2 separate regions of the Sus scrofa genome follow, and region 2 is linked to region 1. Evidence: chromatin contacts called from public HiChIP or PLAC-seq data. All regions are on one chromosome and are shown on one strand. The core of a region is the stretch at or near the end of the contact, and the rest is flanking DNA. Distances in the headings are between cores, read along the strand shown.

Region 1 (6,440 bases), core at 2,088-4,587:
AATATTAGGTTCCTTGCCTGCTGTAACAACGTACCACAAGCCAGTAAAGTTTTGGAGGCCAAAATCGAGGCATCGGCAGGGCTGTGGAGGCTGCGAAGGCTCTCAAGCAGAATCCTTTGCCTCTTCCAGCTCTGGGGATGGGGATGGGGGACTGTCAACCTTCCTTGACTCATGGCTGCATCACTCCGTCTCTGCCTCCAGAATCATGCTGTCTCCTCTTCTGTCAAATCTCCCCTGTATCTTAGAAGGACACTGGATTGTTACTGGATTTAAGGCCCCCTTGGATAATCCAGGCTGATCTCTTCATCTCAAGATCCTCAGTTATACTGGCAGAAAACCCTTCTTTCATATAAAGTCATAATCACAGTTTTTAGGGATTAGGATGTGGACCTCTCTTGTTGGAGGCCATCATTCAACCCATTAAAGAGAACATGGGCCATTTTTTTTTTTTTTGGTCTTTTTAGGGCTGCACCCACAGCATATGGAGGGTCCCAGGCTAGGGGTGTGATCGGAGCTGTAGCCGCTAGCCTAAACCACAGCCACAGCAATGTGGGATTTGAGCCGCGTCTTCGACCTACACCACAGCTCACGGCCATGCAGGATCCTTGACCCACTGAGCGAAGCCAGGGATCGAACTCACAACCTCATGGTTCCTAGTCAGATTGGTTTCTGCTGCACCACGATGGGAACTTCCATAGGGAACATGGGTCATTATTTTTGTTGGTTTGCTGTTTCTTCCAGCAGCTGCAGCTGGCCTGACTGTCGCTTCCTGCTCTGGGGTCAGGAGAGAGTGAAGTGAGATGCTAAACCCATTTCCAGGTTCCAGCTCCTCTTGGTCAGCCCCATTTTATTCAGGCTGTTCCCAGGCTGGGGCAGGAAACTTCTGCTTAGGAAGTTACATTGGCCACATTATAGCTTTTCGGTGTCTTCGGCTTTCACTACTCGGAGAAAAACAACACTCTCAGCCCTTCGACACCTGTTTGGAATCTTCTGTCCATGTTAGTTGTTCCCTACACCTGAGCAGGCTACACTTGGCAAAGCATTTTCACATGCAGAACCACAGTTGACCCTCCCTGCAGCTAAGTTGAAGGAGGTCATACCACCTCATTTTGCAGGTGAGAAAACTGAGCCCGAGAGGGACCATAGCACAAACCTTCCTTTCCTGACAACTACAGACAGTAGTTCAGGGGTGAGAAAAGAAGGCTAACAGCCCTGACAATAATCACAGTAACAACAAGCCGTGCTGTATCAAATGTATGCTTTGCTGGGCCCTCTGCTTAGTATTTTATGCCTGTTATCTCAAGTCACTCTTAAAATTCTCTCCTGAACAAGGTGACATCATTCCTGTGTTATGGATGTAGACCCTGAGGCTCAGAGAGGTGAAGCGTCTTGTCCAAAGCTGCACAGCTTTTAAACGCTGAACTGGGATTTGAAGCCAGACCTGCCCGAGTCTTTCTCCCCAACGCTGAGCTGCTTGGAGAGCCTTCTCTGGTTCAGAAGCTATATCATGCCAGCTAAGATGAGATCAGTGGCTTGCCCAGTTCCCTTTCAGATCTGCTCAGCAGATACAGCTCGTGGGAGACTTCTCTCGCTGGCAGCAGAGCCCCGTTTCTGCAAGGGAGGTGCTGAGTGTTGATGCTAAGAGCAATGGGGAGGGGCAGCCGGGCAGTGGGAATAGAGAGGCTATGGTGGGGGTGGGGTCCAAGGGCAGTGAGGGCTTAGACCTTTGGGGTGTGCTGCCTGGAGTGGGGCGACCTCGGGTTGAAATGACATTCCTGGCGAAGAACAGAGTGAGACTCAACTCCTTGCATAGGACAGATGAGGGTTTAAAAATCACCAGTTCTGGGACCTGATAGCTGTGTGTCCTTGGGGAAATTATTTAACTTCTCTGTGCCTCTGTTCCCTCATCTGCAGACTGGCAAGAGTAGGAGTGGGGTTGTTGTAGAGAACCCAGGGTCTGTGACTCAGCATTGTCCAGGGAGCTGGTGCCCAGGCCACATCTGGACCAACCGAATCAACATCTCTGAGGCTGGGCCCTTGACAAAAGGATTTTTAAAAATCTCTTCCCTACCCCAGTAATTCTGTGCAGCCAGGGTAACTACTGCTCTGCAGGTTAAGTACTTGGTGCCCAGGACATAGTAAGGGCTCAACGCACACGAGCTATTGTTATACATTCCTTGTCACTTGTGGCACGGACATTGAAACTGGGCACCTACCTGTGTGTGCCAGGCTCTGTGCCAAACGCCATTATCACCTGTACAGTTAACTGTTCAGAGTTCTTGTTCAGCCATGTCTAGCATTGCTTCCAAAAGAATGAGTTAATTGAGTTCGATGCTGTGTGAAGACATGACCCAGATCTGATATTCTGAGAAGAAGGTTTTACTGACAAGGGGGAAAATCTAGAAAGTGTGCCCACATCAGAGAAACTGAAATCCTGTGTGTACGAAGTGCAGTCAGAGATCTCCAGACCATTAAAGAGGCAGCTGGAGAGGAAAGAGTGGCTACAGGCTCTCCGTGGGCCCCGGGGACACATATGCCCCTGCAGGGCCCCCACCTCAACATCGATAACATGGAAGGGTTTCTAATGGGTGGCTTTGTGTTGGTGGGTTGGTTTGGGCTGCAGAATCCTTTTCAAAGGGGGCTGTAATTGGAAACCAGTATATTGAGGAAATTAATTCTGAGTTGCTTGGGTGTGAGTGTGTGGATCTGGGCAGGTGAGTGAGCGTGAGGTTACTGTGTGAGAGAGTGTCCATGAATGAATTATAGTGCGTGTGTGCGTGTAAGTGTATGAAAGTGTCAGGGTTTGTGAGCATGGGATGAGTCTGTGTTGTTCACATGTATGAGTGCTTTTGGTGTGTGTTTGGATATATCTGTTGGAGGGGGTGTTGTGTTGTGAATAGGTGAGAGGGTGTGTATGAGTGTGTTTTTACAAGTGTGGATCTGTGGATGAGTGTGTTTGCATGCATGTGTGACTGTGTCCGGTGTGTTAGGAAGCCAAGGCGCAGGCCTCCTCCATGCCTCCCCTTCTGCTGCGGGTGGCCTCCTCCATGCCCTGTCCTGTCCTCCTTCCATCCTGAGCCCTAGGGAACAGTTTGAGGCCATCTGGTCCAGACGTCTGCCCTGACCTTGCTGCCCTGCCAGCCACGGGGTCTGTGTCCCCCTGCCCACTTCCAACAGGTGGCCACCCGTGACTCTCTGGTGCCCCTCACGTGCCCCCAGCAGGCCCCTCCTCCTTCTGGCCCGTTTTCCATGAGTTTCCCCCGCTGAGCCCCAGGCTGAGCCCTCCAGAGCTGCTGCTGGGAGTGATGACTCACTGGCGTTGATGTCAGCGGCGGGAGTCAAGGCCTCCATCAGGCTCAAAGAGCCTTTGTTCCCCAAATGGAGAAGGAAGGGCCATAAGCCCAGAGGAGTTACTACAAAGCTCTTCCCAGTGGCCCTCACGCCTGCCCACACCTGCCAGCCTTCACTGTGCCACCTGGTGCACATGGTCCTTGAGGTGGCTCTGAACCCGCGTTCCTGGAGCAGGTTTGGGGAAGGCGTCTGCAGGGCCTTGCTGCAGCGCGGCAGCAAGACCCACGGCTGGCTTCCTGAGGCTTGCATGTGGCTTTTGCACTGGAGCCAATTCTCCCTCGCCCAAGGGTTCGTGTGTGTGTGGCTGTGGGTGAGTGTGTGGGTGTGAGTGTGTGGAGGGGGCACTGCAGCCCCCAGTCACTGAATGAGGGAGTCACACCACTCTCCAGGCTCAGCTGCTCACTTCCCTGCTCTCCCTGCCAGTCTGATTATGTTAGTAATTCTTCAGTGGCTGACAGTTGGAGGGTGGCTAGGAGGGGAACTGCATTGACTGCGAGGGTGCCCGGCCTGGAGTCGGCCCTCGTTGAGTTAGGACTCACACTGGGTCCTGAGCACCCCCATCGTGTTACCCATTCTCGTGGTGACTCTGAGCTGGTGTCTATCACTGCCCTGATGTACAGGTTAGTCTACAGCTCAGAGAAGGACATTGGCTTGCCCAAGGTCACCTCCCAGTTAGTGGCAGACCCAGGGCTCAAGCCCAGGTTGATCTGATATGAAAGCCTAAGGGATTAACCCTTATCTAAGGCTGCCAACCAGGAGAGGCCGTCACTCTCTGGAAGACTCTGATTCCATAGGGCCAGGCAGGAGGGACAGACCTCTGTCTTTTTAAAGGCTCCCTGGGTAACTCTGAAGTGTCACAGGCGGGAACCTTTATCCTATGCTATGTGACCTGGTCAGATTCAAATCCTGACTCCAGTTGCTTATTATCTTCTGGCCTGGGGGGCAGTAATTAACTTTTCCATTAGTCAAGTTTCTAACCTGTAAAATGGGGGTAATAATAATGTCTACTGCATAGAGAATCAAGGGTGAAGATGCAATGGTTTGCAGAAAGCTCTTTGAATGGAGCCTATCAGCAGCAAGCCCACAGTCAGTCTTGGCTGGGGATGTTGCTGTTTCTCATCATCTTTTCGTGGGTTACCCTTCCCAGACTGTGCTGGTGCCGGGAACCGAGAGATGAGTCTGCGTGGTCCATGCCCAGGAGCCTACATCTAGTCATATCGGAGAAGGAAGGGAACTAACCACCAGAAGGCAGAGATGACGGTGGAGGGATGGGTAGGGACTGTGGGGACACAGAGGTGCTCATCTGTGCTGGGGAGAGCCGCAGGGGAAGCCTGGGAGGCAGGGGGCTATCCTAGAAATGCACTGGCATTTCAGGCGAGTTACTTCCTCTCTCTAGGGCTTGATGCCCTCCACTGCCAAAGGCAAGAATGATCACTGCTTTGCCTCTGCTCTGGTGGAGGGAACAGGTGAAAGGATGCTTCAGAAGCTGGAGAGGGTGCTGGTGGGTGCACACTTCTTCCTGCTGGGACTCCCAGCTGCACCCAGCTCTTCCCAGCTGTGCCCAGCTCTTCCCAGTTGCGCCCAGCTCCTTCCAGCTGCCGGATCAGGCAACCAACTTGCAGGGCCCACACCTTGCCAGGACTTTGACCACCTCCAGACCCCTTCAAAACCATCCTTTTTTCAGTAAAGGCCAGAGGCCTACGAAAGAGAGAGAGAGAGAGAGAGGGTGCTCACACAGTAACTGCATTGAGCAGGAAAATTCCTGCGCTATATATGAAAACCGGAAAAGGGAAAGAGGCGTTCTAAGTTTACATGTAGAAAAATGCTCTTCTGTAATTCAGAAAAATGAGGTCTTTGATTGTTGGCAAGCCCAGGTCTCCCTTCTAAGTTGATCCAGGATTTTTTCCCTGGCAGGGAAACAGTTCTTTTTCTAAGAAAGGCATTGGGTGGTAGGTTTTTCTAAGAACCTCTTGCACCTTTGCTGGTTGCAAATGTGTGCGTGAATGAAGCCCCTGCAGCAGGAATTCTGTACGTGAATTCTCTTGCGTTTTCATTTTCCTTGGGAAGGGAGTCAGGTAGAGCCAGGCGCGTCTGGGGACTCAGCCTGGGTGGGGCAATGTTTCCTTACAGGCAGAGCTGTGACATTTTCCTGGGCACAGTGCTTCCCGCCTCCGGCCAGGCCTTGCTATCCAAAGGCAAGGATGTCTGGGGGTGGGGGGGAGAGGAAGCTAGATTTGTCCTGGTCCCTGTTGGAGTCATTCCTTCCAGGCCTGAAGGCTGTGGGCTGAAGGAACCGGCAGTTAAGGGTGGTTAGAGAAACTAGAAAACAGATGGGAGACCAGGAGGATGCAGCATTGGAGACATTTGGACCTGGCAAGGCCCTTTGGAAACCATCTGATGCAAGGCTCTCATTTCACAGACCAGGAACCTGAGGCTCAGAGGGAGGGGCCTGCTCAAGATCATACGCTGTGTTGGTGTAGAGTCTGCCTCCCAGGCCGGGCCCCGTCCATCATCCGTGCAACATCTGAGGGGCCGTGGTGTGAAAGACCAGGCCGACTTGTGTGTGGTCCAGAGGGCAGAGTTAGGTCCAGCCCGGCAGGCGGGGGCCTCAGGGGCACATGCCTCAGCTCACCAGGAGGGAGAACACTTAGAATTGCCCGGCAGTGGTCAGGGTTGCCCTGGGGGGGGGAATGAGTTCCCTGGGAGGGGAGATGCCCAAGCGGAAACCAGATGGACCTGGGAGGGGGATGCGGCAGAGGAAACTCCTTTCCAGATGGTGAGCTGCACTCTCTACATAGAGTTTGTGGCTTGGTGAACTCCCAGCTTCCTGCCTCTCTGGGGAGGTGTGAGGAAGGGAGGCCACAGGCCGGGAGGTCTGATTTAGATACACCCAGAGTCCTCAAGGCCACCTCCCTGTAGGGTGTCCAGAGGGAAGGGGAAGAACAGTCCTGAGAAGATGAAAGAATGTCCCTCTCCCAGACAGGATGGGCTGAGAAACCATGAGGGAAGGGACACGGGGTCTCTGAGGTCCCCAGTGTCTGCTATAGGCAGCGAAGGAGCTATTGGGAACCTCCTCTCTCCCCAGGGGT
Region 2 (6,440 bases), core at 1,642-4,141, 160 kb after region 1:
AGTTACTGAGTACAGTTGTAACATAGAAAAAAATGTATAAACCCTGGTTCCTTAGAATTTGGTGACAGGATAGGGCCTCAGATATGTTTCCTTTTAATCTCTTCCTGACCATTAGGGCATTCTAATATTTCCTAATGACCTTATTTATAGGGAGAGTAAAAATAACTTCTCAGTGTATTCCAATCTCTTGGGATGGACCAGGATGGAAGAAAAGGAATGTGTGTGTGTGTGTGTGTGTGAGTGTGTGTGTGTGTGTGTGTGTGAATGAATGACTGGGTCACTTTGAAATTGGCACAACATTGTAAATCAACTATACTTTAATAAAGAAAGAAAAAATAAAAATTGACAATGATAGTATAGTTATGTTTCATAAAAATATTCTTCATAATCTAAAGATACAAATTGAAATGTTTATGGATGAAAAGATACGTTTTCTGGGATTAGCTTCAAATAATTCTGATGGGGCAGAATAGTATGATTGGCAGTGAGATGATAATTGTTGAAGCTGGGTGATGGGGGTTCATTATTACTGTTCTCTACTTTTCTATATATTTATCATTTTCTATAAATAAAAGTTTGAAAAAACAGGTGATGTTTATTGTAAATAAGTTTGAAAATGCAGAGACACAAAAAGGAAAAATCAAAACCACCCAGGAACACCAACTGAGATTAAACACACTTAATATTTTGAAGAAATAAATATTACTGAAGAAAATGGAGAGAAAAGTAAAAAGAGAACTACAGTTCTAGCCTTTAAAAAAGACAATGGAAATTCCCATTGTGGCACAGCGGAAATGAATCCTACTAGTATGCATTAGGATGCGGGTTCAATCCCTGGCCTGGCTGAGTAGGTTAAGGATCTGGCATTGCCATGAACTGTGGTGTAGGTTCCAGATGCACCTCAGATCCGTGTTGCTATGGCTGTGGTTTAGGCTGGCAGCTGTAGCTGATTCGATCCCTAGCCTGGGAACGTCCATATGCCATAGGTGCAGTCCTAAAAAGACAAAAAATAAATAAGTAAATAAAAACGGTAGCATTTTTTAAAAAATAGCAAAGCTGGGAGATGCATATAATTTCAGGTGGGTATGATGAGAGGTGAGTTATAATACCAGCCTCTGATGAAAACTATGAGAATAGGGATTTGTGGGCACTACTATAGTAACTGAAGCCAAGAAAGTAAATGAAATATAGTCTGAAGTCATTTTTCACAGTTACCACTCATTCTCACTCTCCACTGACATAGCGTCCTCACTTCCCTCAGCATCTGTTCTTACCCCTGGCCTCAAGCACCTATGCACCACAGGCAAGAAAGTGTCCACATGGTTACCACGGGCAGGGTGGTTTTGGAGAAACCATTTTTCTACATTACTGAGTTTTCTTTATAAAAACTCACTAAAATAGATTAATCTATTTAGCCTCTAGCAAAGCACCCTAGCCATATATATATGTGTGTGTATGTATTCCCTTTACTATATTCCCATCATGGTCTATTCCAAGAGATTGGATATAGATCCCAGTGCTATACAGTAGGACCTCATTGCTTATCCATTCTAAATGTAAGTTTACACCTACTAACCCCAAACTTCCCCTCCATCCTACTCCCCCCCACCTCTCCCACCCCAGGTCCTTGGCAACCACAAGTCTATTCTCTATATCCCTGTTTCCATTTTGTACATAGGTTCCTTTGTGCTATATTTTCGATTCCACATATAAGTGATAACATATGGTATTTGGCTTTCTCTTTCTGACTTACTTCACTTAGTATGAGAATCTCTAGTTTCATCCATGTTTCTGCCAGTGGCAATGTTTCATTCTTTTTAATGGCTAAGTAGTATTCCATTATATATAGATATATATATATATATATATATATATATATATATATATATATCCCACCTCTTCTTAATCCATTCCTCTGTTGGTGGACATTATGTTGTTTCCATGACTTGGTTATTGTGAATAGTGCCTCAGTGAACATAAGGGTGCATGTATCTTTTTGAATTATGGTTTGGTTCAGATATATGCCCAGGAGTGGAATTGTTGGATACCATTGTCATTTTTTAAAATGCCATCAAGTATCTAGTTATTTTCAACATTTCTCTAGTCTTCTTTAAAAAAAAAAATTCATTTTTCACTTTAGGATGATACTTAACTTAAATCCTTAAAAATTGTTAGGATTTTTTTCTTTTTTTTTTTTCTTCTTGCAATTTATTCATTGAAGAAACCGGATTGTTTGTTCTATAAGGCTTATCATATTGTAGACTTGTTAACTGAAAAATCTTATATCTTTGAACTTGCTCCTTGTATACAATGTAAACTGGTAGTTAGAATTAGAGATTGAATCTGTTTTATTGGTTTCCTGAAAATATTATATACTTTCTACATATTATATACTTTCTATCGTTATCACATCAGAAGGCATATTAGATTATCTCCTTTTTGTGACTTATGGCTGGTGATGTATGTAAGCAGTGATTATTAATAGCTACTACCAATTTGTGTTATTTAATTTAAAAATAAATAAAAGCAGTGATCATAGTCTGACCAAGTCCTTAGTTTTCATTTTCTTCTGTCTTTAACACAGTTTGGCTTCTCTCTCAGCCCTTAAAACAACCCTTTATTATGTTCTGTAACTCTAGACGTTATTTCTTAATAGCTGCTTTCTGAAACTCTTAATTCATATGAAGGCTTTAATTCTACAAATAATAATTGCTCCCTCGAAGAACTTGCCCACATTTCTGGTTTTGAACTCCATGGTGGTGGTGACTTTCAAATCTGCATTTTGAGGCTCAACCCTCACCAGCCCCAACACTGTTTAGGCTTGTTCCAAGTTGTAAACACACTGACTGCTGTGCCCTGAACTCTTCCCTTTTGCTCAAGCAGCAGCCAAGCCGGTGCTGTCATCTGGTGGTCACCGTGGGAACTGGCAACCCTGCTGGCTCTTCCCTACCCACACCTTTCTTCTTGGTCAAGGTTAAGGGACTTTGCCTAGAATCTAGCCCCACCACCTCCATTCCCTTTTCCTTTAACTTTCTCTTCCTGATTTAGTTAATTCCACCTCAGACAATCCTTTATGTGTGTATAGCTTCTAATATATCCTTTTTCCTTCTACCGCTTTTGTCAGTTACCTCAGGAAAATCTCCCATTCTTCCATCTGACTATGTTCCTATTTATTTCTTGTATTTGTGAACCTTTCAGAATTCAGGTATAGTTAAAAAGCATGCATACCACACTCAATTGTATGTCAATAAAACTTTAAAAAAAGAAATAAAAGTAAGCATGCAGATGAAGCTAGTGATGTACCTGTATTAAGGAAAAGAAAAGGTACAAGTTTGGACAGAATCAGTTTATAATAATTTATCAAGTAACAAGTTTATAAAGAACTAGTATCCCGAATATCTAAATTCTTTTGAAAATACCTCCAGAATCTTCTGAAAACATTTCCTTCCTTAATCTCTTCTAATCAGAATCACTTTCCTTCAAGTAACAACCTTCAAAATATAGAAAATTTTTTATGTCATTTGAGAGTTTTTTCTGTTGTACAGCCAATAGAGAAGGAAATAGCACATTTTAAGTTCTTATGTGCCATGAGTTACACTAAATGCTTTAAAACATCCTATTTTAAAATCTTTGTCTTGAAAAGTAAGCTATTCTTGTTGTGTAAAAGAAGAAACAAAGGCTCAAAAGTTAAGAAACTTGTCCAAGGTCACATAGTAATAACCACACCCTGGATTCCAACCCTGGTCAGAATGACTCTAAATGTGTGTCTTTTACTGAATTGTCCTATCTACTAGTATTGTTGTAATACTTTTTTTGCTCTCATGAGTTTGTGAAATATATGGTTTTCTAGCTACTTCTAGGTTAACTTAGGCTTTTATGGACCAGCCTAGGCTAGAAGCCCAACCAGAATATTTACCGTGATTCTCGTGGGAAAATACAATTCAGATTCATGTATTAGCTTTCAAATGAATTTTTGGAAGAACTCAGATTCCTAGGTTGTTGAGGTTCAAAATCACCTTGTGTAAACTGGATTCAGTCCCAGCTTTTTCTCCTCTCAACATTTTCATTTCCTGTCCTAGCTTTCTCATGTGTCAGTGACACCATTATTTTTATACTTTTCTAACCTGGAAACCTTGGAATCATAATCGTCTTGTCTGGCTTTTCTGTGAACTGTATACATAGTCTGTCATTAAAGTTTGAATTTCTCATTTAAGCTCACTTTCAGTTTGTCCCATAATATTCCATTCCCATTGCGGCCACACTAGGTTCCAGATACTTCTCATCTTCTCCCCTCGCCCCGCCCCCCTTTCTCATTTCCCTTCCTCCTTCCAGAACAACCACTGAGCACCTAACCTGAACCAGGCATTCTTCTAGGCAGCTTCGCTACTATCTGTGTAGACTTAAAGTCACCATCTTTGAACTATGATTCTTTCTCTCTTGAATGGGATTAGTTATCTTAATCACAAGAATAGGGGGCTTACTTTAAGGATCTAAAGGATATGTACATAAAAGTATGAGACAAACTGAAAATATGAAGGAAATATATACAGATTTAAGGTACCAACATACTGCAGTCGTGTGGTTCAGGATTGAGAGGGAAAGTGAGAACTTTTAATACATCATAAATGTTCTAAACCCATCTGAAGTATTGTTATTCTACTTACAGATAATGGTACATGGACTCAGCTTTGGTTGGTGTCAGATTATCATGAACATGGATCCCTTTTTGATTACTTGAATAGATACACAGTTACTGTGGAAGGAATGATAAAACTTGCTCTGTCCACAGCAAGTGGACTTGCCCATCTTCACATGGAGATAGTTGGTACCCAAGGTAAGTCAAAGCAGTCTTGTTATTAAGCTTTAAATGTCCTTGGATCTGATGTCCACTTGGAAAAGTTTTGCAAGAAGTCAGTCTAATGGGAGATGTTTAAACTGAGTTTTTAGATGAGAATACTGAGTGAAGTAAGTCAGAAAGAGAAAGACAAATATCACATAATATCACTTATATCTGCAATCTAATATACAGCACAAATGAACCTTTCCACAGAAAAGAAAATCATGGACTTGGAGAATAGTCTTTCTGTTAAATCTTAAGAGTTAGGAATCTAGGAGTTCCCATCGTGGCACAGAGGAAACGAATCCGACTAGGAACCGTGAGGTTGTGAGGTTCCTGGCCTCGCTCAGTGGGTTAAGGATCTGGTGTTGCTATGAGCTGTGGCATAGGCTGGCAGCTACAGCTCCGATTAGACCCCTAGCCTGGGAACCTCCATATGCTGTGGGTGTGGCCCTCAAAAAAGACAAAAGACAAAAAAAAAAAAGTTAGGAATCTGGGATTTTGTTGAGAGATTCTTTAGGTATTGTAACAACACTGATATTTTTGTGTCTTAAGATTGTATAGTCTTGCTTATGATTTTTGAGGATCTTGATTTAATTCAATGAATTTTATTCTTAATTGTACAACCATCAATTACAACCTAATTTTAGAACATTTCCATCCCCAATCCCCAGTCCATTCTCCCCACTCCCCCTGCAGCCTGTCCCCTGTAACCATAAATATTTCGAAGTCTGTGAATCTGTTTCCCTTCTGCAAGTAAGTTCATTGTATCCTCTTTTTGGATTCCACATACAAGTAATAGCATATAATGTTTGTGTCTGAGGATCTTGATTTTGGAATTCAATTTATATGTAGTATTAAATGAAATATGAAAATGCTCGGTAAACATCAACATGCTAGAAATTTTATCTGACCACCTAGTAATTATATTTGACCTTATGATAAGAAGACTGCATGGGACAGTTTTGTAGTTGAAAAATTGAATACTAAGTTTTGGTTATAAAATTTTTATGCTATGTTTGTGCCATAATATCAGATACCAGTTACATTTTCTGCTTTAATGATCATCCACTTGCTATTGATGGCTCCCACCCCCTACATTACTACACACATCACGTATGCTGTTTTACTATTTCAGCCAGCCCTGTCTTTGTAATTTTTATTGTTGATTTTTTATTTTTGAGTTATAATTCACATACCATACAATTTACCCATTTACTGTATAATTCAATGGTTTTTAGTATATTCACAGAGTTGTGCAGCTATCACTACAGTCAATTTTAAAACATTTTCATTGCCTCAAAAAGAACTCTATTTCTCCCCATTTCTTTAGCTTGAGGCAACCTTTAAATCTACTTTCCATCTCTATAGATTTGCTTATTCTGGACATTTCATATAAGTGGAATCATACACTAAGTTGTCTTTTGTGACTTGCTTCTTTCTCTTGGTATATATTTTCAGGGTTCATCCATGTTGTGGCATTTATCAGTACCATTTTTTATGGATATACCACATTTTGGGTGTCCATTCATCAGTTGATGGGCATTTGGATTATTTTTCCACTTTGAGCTATTGTGAATAATATTGCTATGAACTTTGGTGT

Evidence for each region. HiChIP or PLAC-seq counts read pairs in DNA pulled down with a chosen protein or histone mark.
Region 2: an H3K27ac HiChIP or PLAC-seq map of alveolar macrophages shows a contact between it and region 1. The contact joins two enhancer-like sites. A contact is called at or near these places in 1 of 5 promoter capture datasets (liver), 14 of 47 Hi-C or Micro-C datasets (alveolar macrophages, blood, embryonic fibroblasts and 6 more) and 2 of 2 datasets of contacts at active chromatin or transcription factors (alveolar macrophages and skeletal muscle).

Annotation. Positions count from the first base shown.
Region 1 is chr1:240,739,259-240,745,698 of Sscrofa11.1, forward strand. All of the region lies in intron 2 of COL15A1 (collagen alpha-1(XV) chain), which reads left to right. Among named protein-coding and RNA genes, the nearest start is that of COL15A1, 24 kb to the left of the region's middle. Within about 2 kb of position 3,338, at least 17 of the 83 cell types and tissues checked have an H3K27ac peak or open chromatin away from gene starts, as enhancers often do. A contact at or near this core is called in alveolar macrophages, where this site is marked.
Region 2 is chr1:240,900,535-240,906,974 of Sscrofa11.1, forward strand. TGFBR1 (transforming growth factor beta receptor 1) reads left to right here. Exons shown (of 10, transcript NM_001038639.1): 6 at 4,667-4,834. Among named protein-coding and RNA genes, the nearest start is that of TGFBR1, 44 kb to the left of the region's middle. Within about 2 kb of position 2,892, at least 5 of the 83 cell types and tissues checked have an H3K27ac peak or open chromatin away from gene starts, as enhancers often do. A contact at or near this core is called in alveolar macrophages, where this site is marked.